Linked DNA regions of Zea mays: regions 1 and 3 are each linked to region 2. The links are chromatin contacts, called in public Hi-C maps. All regions are on one chromosome and are shown on one strand. The core of a region is the stretch at or near the end of the contact, and the rest is flanking DNA. Distances in the headings are between cores, read along the strand shown.

Evidence for each region. Hi-C and Micro-C count contacts between places; a contact is called where the count stands out from the background.
Region 1: a contact with region 2 is called in a Hi-C map of ear, with 1.8 times the contacts expected there. The contact joins the promoter of LOC100191203 here to the promoter of LOC103650987 in region 2. A contact is called at or near these places in 2 of 25 Hi-C or Micro-C datasets (ear and tassel).
Region 3: a Hi-C map of bundle sheath shows a contact between it and region 2, with 1.9 times the contacts expected there. The contact joins the promoter of LOC100382420 here to the promoter of LOC103650987 in region 2. A contact is called at or near these places in 2 of 25 Hi-C or Micro-C datasets (bundle sheath and tassel).

What each region holds. Positions count from the first base shown.
Region 1 is chr3:182,303,512-182,307,227 of Zm-B73-REFERENCE-NAM-5.0, forward strand. LOC100191203 reads left to right here and starts at 1,914. Exons shown (of 4, transcript NM_001136638.1): 1 at 1,914-2,203.
Region 2 is chr3:182,482,523-182,486,551 of Zm-B73-REFERENCE-NAM-5.0, forward strand. LOC103650987 (GABA transporter 1) reads left to right here and starts at 2,619. Exons shown (of 6, transcript XM_008676585.4): 1 at 2,619-2,999. The coding sequence starts at 2,882.
Region 3 is chr3:182,664,661-182,668,612 of Zm-B73-REFERENCE-NAM-5.0, forward strand. It overlaps LOC100382420 (RNA polymerase II C-terminal domain phosphatase-like 2), which reads left to right and starts at 2,539. Exons shown (of 11, transcript NM_001175163.1): 1 at 2,539-3,044; 2 at 3,522-3,952. The coding sequence starts at 2,688.

The sequences.
Region 1 (3,716 bases), core at 664-3,163, 180 kb before region 2:
TGTGTATCTATGTTTCTTTTTCGCACTTTGATTATTGTTAAATACTATGTGGATGTTTCAAACATCATGATGTAATCGACTATTATACCTTCTTTTATGTTATTATTTGAGCACTGTGTGATGATGTCAAGTTATGTAAATGCTGTGTACGTGAATTGCTTATCCTGTCACGTACATGGTTCGCATTCGGTTTGCCTTCTAAAACCGGGTGTGACAATAAGGAAACAACACCAAGTTTGGATAGGAGATAACTCAGCCTTGAAAACCAAAATTATGGCTGCAATGCATGATTCAGTGGTTGGGGGTCATTTTGGTGCTAGTGCTACTTACCATTGACTTAAAAGGGTGTTCTATTGGTCAGGCATGAAGACAGATGTGGCTGAGTTTGTGAAACAGTGTGATGTATGTCAGCAAGCAAAAGGTGAAAGGAAGTATCCAGCAGGGTTATTACAGCCCCTACCTGTCCCTGCAGGGGCCTTGCAAGATCTTACTATGGATTTTATAGAGCAATTGCCAAAATCTGAGGGTTATGATACTATTTTGGTGGTAGTGGACAAATTTACGAAGTATGCCCATTTTTTCCCTCTTAAGCATCCCTTTACTGCAGTTGGAGTGGCTCAGATTAAGTTGGATTGTGTGATCAAGCTCCATGGAGTTCCGAGGTCTGTAGTATCAGACAGGGATAAGATTTTCACTAGCCAGTTTTGGAAGCATTTGTTTAAAGTGTTAGATGTGAAGTTGGCATTAAGCACATCATATCACCCACAAACTCATGGGCAAAGTGAGAGGGTTAATCAAAGTTTGGAGATGTATCTCAGTGTGCTGTTCAAGCAAATCATCATCATTGGAATAATTGGTTAGCTATGGCTGAATTTTGGTACAATACTTCTTTCATTGTTCTGTGGGATGTTCACCTTTCAAGGCTCTATATGGGTATGAGGCTTCTGTCTTCAATGTTCCTATTTTATAAGGGAATGAGGATACGACTGCAGTCAATTTGGTGCAGCAGAGAGAAGCTTACAATCAAATGTTAAAGGAGAAGTTGACTTAGGCTCAACACAGGTTCAAGCATTATGCTGACTTGAAGAGAAGTCCAAGAGAATTTCTAGTGGGAGAACAAGTCTGACTTAAGTTGCAACCATATGCTCAGAAGTCAGTGGTGAATCGAGCTTGCCCTAAGCTTGCATTTAAATATTTTGGGCCTTATACTATTTTGGAGAAGGTGGGAGCGATGGCTTACAAACTGGAATTACCAGCTGATGCACAGGTGCATCCAGTCTTCCATGTGTCTCAGATTAAACCTTTTGTGCCTAGTAATGTTCTAGTGTTCCACAAGCTGCCAAAGATGCTGGATTTGGGCCAAGGTGATTTGGAACCAGTTGAGATTCTGGATAGGAGGCTGGTGAAGAAGGGCAATGCAGCTGTGACACAGATTCTATTGAGGTGGTCGGGTATGTCACCAGATTGTGCTACCTGGGAGGATTACCATGTGCTTAGAACTAGATTTCCGACTGCATCTGCTTGGGGACCAGCATAATCTTGAGGAGAGAGGGGAGATTGTCATGACGTAGGGTATGACAAGTGACTAGAATCTTGTTGTTTGTCTGAAGATGGATAAATGGGCTATATTATGACATGTAATAGTTGTGGCCTTGTGCCATTAGTGATTAAGTCAGTTGTTAGGTCGGTTAATCCCAAGGGAGTAAAATAACTGGTCATACTGGCTATATAAGGCCTAGTTTAGAAACCTCAATTTTCTAAGGGATTTCTATTTTCCCATGTAAAAATAAACTAATTTTCCTTGGGAAAATAGAAATCCCTTAGAAAATTGGGGTTCCCATACTAGCTCTAAGCATGTAGTATGTGGAAGGGAAAAACAGAAAACAAACTAGAAACACCACCACCACCACATACCTGAGTTCCTGTGAAGTTTATCTGAGTTACCTGACGAATTAGGGTCCTCTTCCCCAGATCTGGTGGGGAAGAACCCTACCTCACGTCCCGGATCCCATCCGGCGGCCAAGGTGAGTTACACGCTAGCCGGCGGTCGGCCAGCCGCCGCCAACCGCCTCAGCCCCAACAGTCGCACCGCCGCCGCCGAGGCAAACTCGAAGCCACCCCCGCCGCCGCAGCCACAGCCGCGCCGAGCTTGAGCCGTCGTTGCTCCGCTGAATCGCCCCCATCGTCTCTCCTGAAGAGAGAGGTTTGCTTCTCGTGCGCCGCTCTGTTTTAAATTCGATCCGGTTCGTTTTGCTCATCGGTTGCGATTCGCCTCGTTTTGATTACGTTGTTGCTTCGATCCGCCGTTGTGGTTGTGGAGTCATGGAACCACGACGCCAGGCTTGGCGATCGTAATGGTAGCCTAGTGTAGTCGCTCAAGCCTTGGTGTAGTTCAGGAGCAACTGCTGCTCTTTATTGTTGCCGTTCCACCTGGGATCGTGTTGGGGTCGATCACAAGTCGAACAATTATCGACAGTCTGTGCTTGTTTACCTCCAATTCTAATTTCACGGACCTTACATTTACTCATAGCTTCATTCTATGCCAAGACCTCCAGGATGGACTGGACCGCTAGCTTCAGTCTAAACAAATCAGTTAGGGATCTGAAATGGTTAGGCATAGTGACATGATTGAGTTTGATGCACAAGGTTGAGTGTTAATAAATTTGTTCTCAGGACTGGTGCGCTGGTTGGGTAGTGCATCATTTATCTTCACCCCAGGAAGTTTCTCTATTGGAACTTTAGCACATTGTTGAGTGTTAATAAACTCGTTCCCTTTTGCTCTTGCTACCTACATCCATGGCCTAGTTTCGTATTGACACTGTAGAAGAGATTAAGAGAGGACTACCCTGGGCTGCTGCTCGCCACCGAGACGCCCGCCCGGCCATGTACGGCCATGCCTAGCCGGCAGCCGGCCAGCGGCTCGCGCTCGGTGAGTGTCCAGGCTTTGATTTCAGTTAGTCTCCACCACTGATTCTGGTGTTGCTTATCCAGAATCAGTATGTTCCTGTGCTTCGCTATGAACCTAGCTTTGTATTCGATCGTGTTTCACGCATTGAACACAACGGCTAAAACATCCGATGCCCCAGAGAGCAGGTACCTCCGCTCTCTCAAATCAACCTGACCATATGGTCAGATCATAAACACCAGCGAACACAACTCTCACATTGCATAACAAGGACCCGTGATTCAATGCTAAATTGGTGTGCTTCTCGATAAGATTAGCAGACAAACCAATTGATTTGAGGCAGTGGTTACTGTGGTTAAAAACCTAATAGCGGCAAGGGGATAGGAGAAAGAAGCGGGACCTGGAGCGAGTTGATAGCATCGTGTTGGGGGGTGGTCAACTCCTTGCGGTTGGAGAGTGCGAGTGAGGCCACACAGCGTGCTCAGGCGTTGATCTCGAATGGCCGGACATGAAGCTCCCCGTGCTCCCTCTACCTCACCTATTGCAGCCACATCCAGCCTTCTGCAACTGTGGTGCACCCTGCGCTCCAAGGGTGCCTTCTACCTCTGCGACTCCGAACCCAGTGGCACACTTGTGGCGATTGTATGCGCATTGAGATGTTTGGTTACTGCGTTGATCAGTGTGAAAGGGACCAATTGTTATGGTAGGAAGTTTTTATTGCATTCGACAGTATTCTGATGGATTTATTTGGCAAGTCGTGCAAGAGGAAGATCTCATAAGGACTAGAGGAGTCAAGTAGAAGCCTAGGAAA
Region 2 (4,029 bases), core at 1,369-3,868:
ACCTGTAAGAATATATTTTCTTTGGGAGCATGGTGGGATCTTACTGTAAAGTTCCCTGTGATGCTCTTTTCATCCTAAGGAACACAAACAATCCTAAGGATGGAAGTACTTAAATCAGAACTTGGGCTAGGAACAGGTGATGTTCTACCTAGGTTGATTAAGGATTGGATGCGTATGTAGGCTTGATGATCGAGGACCCTTTAACTGGTCACATGCCTCGTCATGGGTAAGCCTTGCCTCGGACAGACTAAGGCTAGAATAAGATAACACGGAATGGGCGTGGAGCGGTGGCGAGAGTAGTGTGTACCCTCCGTGGCAAGAGGCTGGACGGTGGTGTATTTGTGCTCTCGGTTCGCGTGAACCTGATCTGGTCTTAAGAACCCCGGTGGCGGGTTGACATATGCAAGGGTTAAGTGCTACATATGTCGTGTGATTGGAGATCCTCAACTGAGTATAATCGATTCGGATCGCCGTACCTTCGCGGTTATGAAGACTTGGTCACTGCCCTACAACCTAAGTCAGGATATGAACCTCATGAATAAAAATGATGTTGTATTGATGAGATGGTAAAATTAGACCAGATGCAAATAGAGTCTATTAATATTTAATCTGGCGTTAAAATATTGAAAGTAAGGACTCACTTTAGTAAGCTATTTCTGCAAAAGTATCTAAGTTGATTCTTGCTAAATCTTCTCCTTGATTCCCAAATCCAGCATATCCTTGAGAGTCTTTTCTTTAGTCGGGTAAGTTTTGCTGAGTAATTCCATACTCAGGGTTTTATTCACTGTTGTTTTTCAGGTTATAGTTTTGTGCTGCTGTTGATGGTGTTAAGTGCCGGTAGGCTCGGCCTTCTTATATAAGTATACCCCGTCTTTATCTTATTATTGAGGATGATCACTTGAGCTAGCATATATTTCAAACTTATACTTTTGTAATCATTCCGATAAAATAATGTAAAATTTTTGTAACCTGTAAAATTTAGTAATAAGATTTCCGCTGCGAAAATGTTGTGTGTGTGATTTGTGTTACTTAATCCCACGGTTCTGGTTGTAAGTGGTTTATCCGATGTCCTTGGGGCAATCGGACGGATCCTGTTAAGTTATCTGGTGCACATGTATAGCCGTCTGAGGTCTTTGGGACAAGGATAGGTGCATGTGGTCCCAATAACTTGGGAGGTTCTGCCACACTAGTGAGTGGCCCAATTCAATAAGGAAGCCAAGGTGGTGTGTAGATATGGCATGGAAATCATTGTAAGTAAATATGCATTTTTAATTTATTGCGATGACGGTCTTATAGTTAGTTCTGTTGTCGATTCTTTTTTATACGTTAATTTTATTGAGTTAGTTCAAATCTGTTATATTCTAATGTCATGGATACTATCTGCCAGCAGTAGCTCTGGGTTATATGTTTTACGCTGCATTACTAAATTAATTTTCTGTCCTGTTAATTTTCCAACGGTCACCGAAATTATGGAATAAAATACGAAAAAATAACCTCTCAATGGAGGAGGGCTCGGCGGCGGCGACCGAGAGTGGTGGCGGAAGGAGGTCTCGACGGCGGCGGCGGCCGGGACCGGTGTCGAGGCGAGGGCGGGGGCGGTGTGGCGCGGGCGGTGCGGTGGAGGGAGTAGCAGCGACGACGCGGCAGCGTCGGGGGAAGAAAGAGAGAAGAAAGCCAAGGGGTGGTTTTAAATCCGTTTATTTCCGGCGGCCAGGATTTGGCCGCCGAAAATAATTCTAGTCACTGAAAATCGTCTGCAGTGCTGTTGTGCTCGCGCATCGTTTGCAACTTATGATGGCATGTTACCGTGATTATATTTGCATATCGTGTTAGCGTGTAGTACATGTAACTAATTACAATTACAACTTTTTTATCTGGTAAAAATACATTTTGATTGTACGCTTTTTTTGTGTTAGCCGCCATTACAACATATCACAATTATGTGTTGGTACATGAATAACACAAAATCAAAGTTAGGGTGACGTGTTCATTATATGACTTGTTCAATGGTTATACTTTGTGTACTATCTAACCAATTCATTACAAATATATCGTACCATTTGATATTTGGAATAATTGTCAATATAGAGATTTTAAACATGACTTGTAATTTGTAAATAAAAAGTCTCGAAACATATTTCTCAATAAAATGTTTCCTTGATGTAATGGATCGATCGGTGGCCGGCGCGGGGCCGCGTTCGTCAGCGGACGGCGGAGTGCGGACTGCCGGCTTCAGGACATCGCACGGGGCTGCGGACGTGCTCGCGGCTGGAATTGCATGTTTCGTGTTATAGCCGATGATCCACGGACCACGGAAAAAGGAAGGGCCTCGCAGCTTGGAAAAGGTAGGATTTTTTTTTAGAAAAAAACAAGGAGTTTAGATTTATTTAAGGTAATACTTCCTAGCAAACAAAGCGAATACCGTGACATTGCCCTCGTATAGTCGTATTCTCTCCGGTCGAATCCTCTGTACGAGGACGTAGTTGTAGATGAGCCATTGACGACGTGTAGTATTTGTTTAGATTTGGCTCCGTATGTCACTGGCCGGACTGCAGAGAATATGTTTTTCTCTTGCTGTCATCATTTATTTATGGTTGCGGCACGCAGCAGCCTGGGCAGCCTAGCCCTTTCGTTCGCACTCGATACATTTCGCGTCAGCCCTCGGGTGGTCAGTCCATATAGCTAAGCCGCCTACCTCCCGCGAGCTCTGCGATATATATGCAAACCCAGCTTGCCGATACAGCGCACGCAACCGCCGGGGGTCGTCTCAGCCAGTCCCAGCTAGCTCCACACCGTGCAGCTCGGCCGGCAAAAACTAGCTAAGCTAGCAAGTAGCCACCGTTTCGTTCCAGGCTCCAGCCTAGGGGCGCGCGACGACGACATGGGGTTGGGAGCTGTTGCTGCGACCCGGGAGGATGAGGAGGCGAAGATGGAGGCCGGCGGCGACACCGCTGGCCAGAAGCTCGACGCCGGCGCGCTCTTCGTGCTCCAGTCCAAAGGTGATTTGCCGCGGCGCTTCTTTTGCTCCCGATCGCCATGCATATCTTTCCGTGTTGTTATGTTTCTTGAGCACGAACAAGCTTCAACGGCGGTGGACGTCGGGGGCGGTTGTGTTTTTTCCCCTTGCTGCAAGTAAAGTAACAAGCATAATAGCTGGAGGTTATTGCTAAACACGACCTTAGCTCAGAGCTTCTGCTTCGATCCATCTGGACATGATTGCGGTCCTAATTACTAAGAACTAGTCAGTAGTGAACCCACGCGGCACGGTTGCATGCCGCAGCTACCTGTACGCGCTGTTGGCAAGATGAGAGAGAGAGAGAGATGGAGAAGACGGCGATTCAGCAATTTCCCTTTTAAATAAAAAAGAAAAGAGAAGCAGAGGAAACTTCATTGATTGAATGGTGCCTGGCAGATGCCCTGAACAGCTGATGCTACTGTTCCTCCTCTGACCACAGACCGCCTCCTGATCAACAAGAGCTCGCGGAGAGTGAATGCATGTCTCAATGCGCTTGCCAATCTACCTTGGCCCTGGCCGTCCAAGTTTCCGCTTTCACAGTTTCACTTCACGGTAGTGGTCCATCCCACTCCATGGTCATGGCTGCACGTATCGCCTGGTACTCTGCAACCGAGAAAGAAGAGACAAAGCAAGGTGTACTTGCGGTGTCCCTCCGATCCGGTCCCTGCCTGGGGATGGGGGTTCCCTGCCGGCTGCCGCCGCGATGAGTCATGGAATGCTACAGCCTCAACATGTGGTGCCGACCATTTCATCTTTTATTTTATTTAGACCGCTCTTTTTTTTATCCTCGTACAATTAGCCAGCAAATAATTAACTAGCAACAATTAACCATGGTACGTTTAGAGCCTTAGCTAATAGATGTCTTTTTTTATTTATATGATCTATTAGTATCTATTAGCAAGATCAAATGCAAGCAATTTGTTAGCCTTCCGGCTAACAATTAACCAATTTATTAGTCAGTCTATTCGAAAGTTAAGTTGCTAAAATTAGTCGGTAAACTGTTTGTCACATAG
Region 3 (3,952 bases), core at 1,289-3,788, 180 kb after region 2:
GCGAGAGTCTTGCGAGACCACATCAATCGCGTTTGTGGTGTGGCCGCCACCGTGTACCGGAGGGAACGAGGTCTGTGGTGATTTGACGGGAAGCTCGATAGTGGAGACGGCGGGGAGATCCGAGAGGAGCCGGAAGCGGGGGCATCACTTGCGTGTGGAGAAGGCTCACGACTCTCTACGAAGTTGCTCGATCGTGGTGTTTAGCCCTCGCGTGGGCTACCCTTTGTGTAGGGGCACCAACAAGAATTAGTCGGGACCTTGCATGGTTTCGGATATCTCGGTAAAAATATAGGCATCATCCACGAGAGTTTGCATCTCTATCTTTGTTCTTTAGATTTTGCATTTACTTTAAGTACTTAAGTTTCAATCTCTCTATTCTTAGTTTAGATTTCTTAGGACTGGAACATAGGTTGCATAACTCCTTTTGCGGTAGAGATAACAACACTTATATAAAACCTAGTTTGCACATTCTAAATTACTTATTTGCATATATTTTGTTGTAGGGATTTATTTATGGCCTAAATTAGCGAGAATTTTAGAAGTCGTAATTCACCTCCTCTCTTAGGCGTCTGATGTTCCTTTCATATATCTTTCTAATCTTCTTACTAACATTGGTAAAAGTTAATTGCTAAAATTTAGTAGATACTCTGTTTGAATCCACAATTATGGCTCTATTTGAATGCACTAGAGCTAATAGTTAGTTGTTAATATTAATTAGAGACATCCAAACAACTCAATTAATAGTTTATCTCTTAGCTACTTTTAGTTGGATAAATCCAAACATCACAAGCTAATAGTCCAACTAAGAGTGAGTCCAAGAGACTATATATTCTCTCTAAATAATATGAATATAGTTTTTTGTCAAAAAAATTCAACAACTTATCTAAATAGTTATCTAGATATAACCAATTTTATCCTAGGTTTCTCGCTATCCAAAGATAGAAAACATAAATGGCTCTCTAGAGTGTAACCAAGATATAGAACAATTGTTGGAGATTGAAAAATATTACCCGCTCTCTAGAGTGTATTACCCGCTCTTGAGCAAAGTTGAGAAAAAGATTACCTTGACCTTTATGGTCGGCTAAGGGAGGATTATGGTTGAAAAAGACCCGACCCTTTGTAGGCTACTCAACGAGGAGTAGGGCACAATTACGATGTGCCCAGGATAAATCAAGTATTCTTGTGTTCTTACTTGTTTGAGCACATAGTTCATCTTGTTGTAAGCAATGATTCAAACGTTGCTTTGCGTGTGTGGATTGTGTGGAGTTGCTCCACTCATATTCACTATTTCTATCCCTCTATTATCTCAGCAATTTGTTCGATCTAAGTCGCTCTCATCAATTTCGTTGTTAGATTCAAATTTAGTGTCAACTTTGCAGTTGAACCGGCTTGCAACGATCGAACTGGTTTTATTGCTTAATTTGAAGTTTTAGTTGAAAAATTTAAAGTGTAGCATATTCACCCCTTTAGGCTACATACAAGAAAAAAACTAGTAGACAAAACGACCGCATACATCCTTCAATGGTATAAAGGATTTTTAAAAATAAAAAAAATCATTTTAGTGAAGCTAAAACTGGTCTGTAAGCTAAATACTTTCGCAAACTCTACAACTTTAAAAAAGCTGTCCAACTCTAAAATTCATGAAGCTAAACTCGTTTTTGTAAAGTTGAGTTATAGTGAACATCCACTTAAACATAGTCTTTGTTCCTAAAATAGCTTATCATATACTTTCTTCGTTCCAAAATAAAATTTATTTTAAAATGGAGTGAGTATTGGATAAGTGGGATTGACCATTTGGACGGTGACCAGAACACAAGGAATGGTGGTAGAGTCCCCCATTGACTTTGCTGCCATGCTAAGGATAAGTGGATAACATATGTCAACATCGAGGTTATGGCCCTTCGATCTTAAATCTTTGATGTCCTCTTTAACCGGATGGCTTGACATTTTTTAACTGTAATCAAATATATAAAAATATGAGTATTTATAATATATAATTTATATCAATAGATAGATATGAGAAATATAAATATTGTTAATAGTACAAATTTGAGATCTTTAACTGATAAAAATATTATAAAAATATTATAAAAATATTTATTTTAGAAGATAGTGAATATGTCTTTCTAGCGTCAAATCAGACTAGTGGACCTTTAGCCCGCAGGAAATTTAAGGGCTGCGCCGCATTGATGTGTTGTGAGTAAACCCGCTTTCACTCACGAATTATGGGACACGCACACTGCACACACAACCAGCCCTAGACGTGCCAAATCAGCAGGAAAGGGGATCATCCCGGACTCCCAGTGGCCGGTGCTCCCCACGCGGCGCACCGAGCCAGACGCGATCATGCGACACGAAAAGATAGTCACTGTCTCACTGACGCGTCGGCCCCGGTTCAGGATTCGACTTTTGGTCCGCGCGTCCACAGCCAGACCGGTGACCGGACCGATCCAACGGAACCATCCACCCGGCCGCCCGGTCCCAAAGTTCTCTATAAAACCGCAGCCGAGGCCCCCTTCCTGCGCTGCAAGCCTGCAAGCCCCTTCTCCGCCTTCATTCCCCAAACACCAAAACCCGGCTCCGCGTCTCCGCCGAAGCGGGAGGCGGGCGGGGGCAGGCACCTGTTCGCGCTGCGCGAAATTACACTCCCCCTCCCTCTCTTTTCTCACTCCGATTCCCCACTCGCGATGGCCGCGCCTCGACCCCCGCCGCTGGGGGCCCTGGGAGGCGTTGTCGGTGGCAGCGGTGGCGCCGCCCCCGCCGCCGGGGCGCCCGCCGGAGTCAGCATGCGGATGTTCCACGGCGAGTCGTTCCTTGGCGAGATGGAGGTCTTCCCGATGAAGCGGGACGGCGAGGGGGGCCTCCCTTTCCCGACCAACGAGATCCGCGTCAGCCACTTCTCGCCGGCGAGCGAGAGGTGCCCGCCTCTCGCTATCCTGCAGACCATCGCGCCCTTCTCCGTACGGTGCAAGTTGCAGACCAAGCTTACGCCTCCCAACCCGGGCCTCCAGCGCTTGTATCTCACTTGTTTCAACGAGTTCAAGGTTTGTCCCCAATTTTTGTGAACAACCGCGAATATGTGGTTTCGTCTTCACATGCCTGTAGACTGTAGTTTCTATGCACATTTGAAATAGAAGGAACGCACGCATTTCAATTTGAGCTTCAACTCTTAGGAATTTCTATTCACTGTATTTGTAATTCGTCGAAGAAGTATCAGGAGTTGAAGCATTTGCACATTTCATTCTGGGTCCATCTTAGGTGTTTTGGCTTGATGCGAGTATGTCATTCCCATGTCCATTTCAAATTGAAGCGGAAAACGTAACTACTGAGGTGGACAGGTGGTACTTGTACATCGTGAAACAAGTTTCATAGACTGAAGCATTTTGCGTATTTCATTTTGGGCTTTCATGGGTTGTGACTTGTGAGTTCCATATAGTTAGATTCAGGGATTGTTTCTCTTAATACAACTTTACACAGAACATTAAGATTTGTATAACACTTCCTCTCATTTGGCTGTGTAGAGTGCTGTGGTAGTAGTTGGGGATGAGGAGCTGCACCTGGTGGCAATGCCGACCAAATCAGGGAAGGTGCCATGCTTTTGGTGCTGCTCAGCACGCTCGGGGCTCTATGCAGCGTCCGTTGGCATGCTCAACTTGCGCTGTCTTGCCATTGTGTTTGATCTTGATGAGACCCTTATTGTTGCTAACACAATGAAGTCCTTCGAGGATCGGATCGAGATGCTCTCCCGCAGAATGGATGTCGAAGATGATCCTATCAGAATAGCAGGGATGTCTGCAGAAATCAAACGATATATTGAGGACAAAGAGCTTCTCAAAGAATTCATTGACATGGATACAGTTACGGACAATGGCAAAATAGTTGGAACCCAGAAAGAGGAGGTTCAACCTATGTCTGGTGGTCAGGAGCGTGTTTTCCGTCCAGTTATCAGACT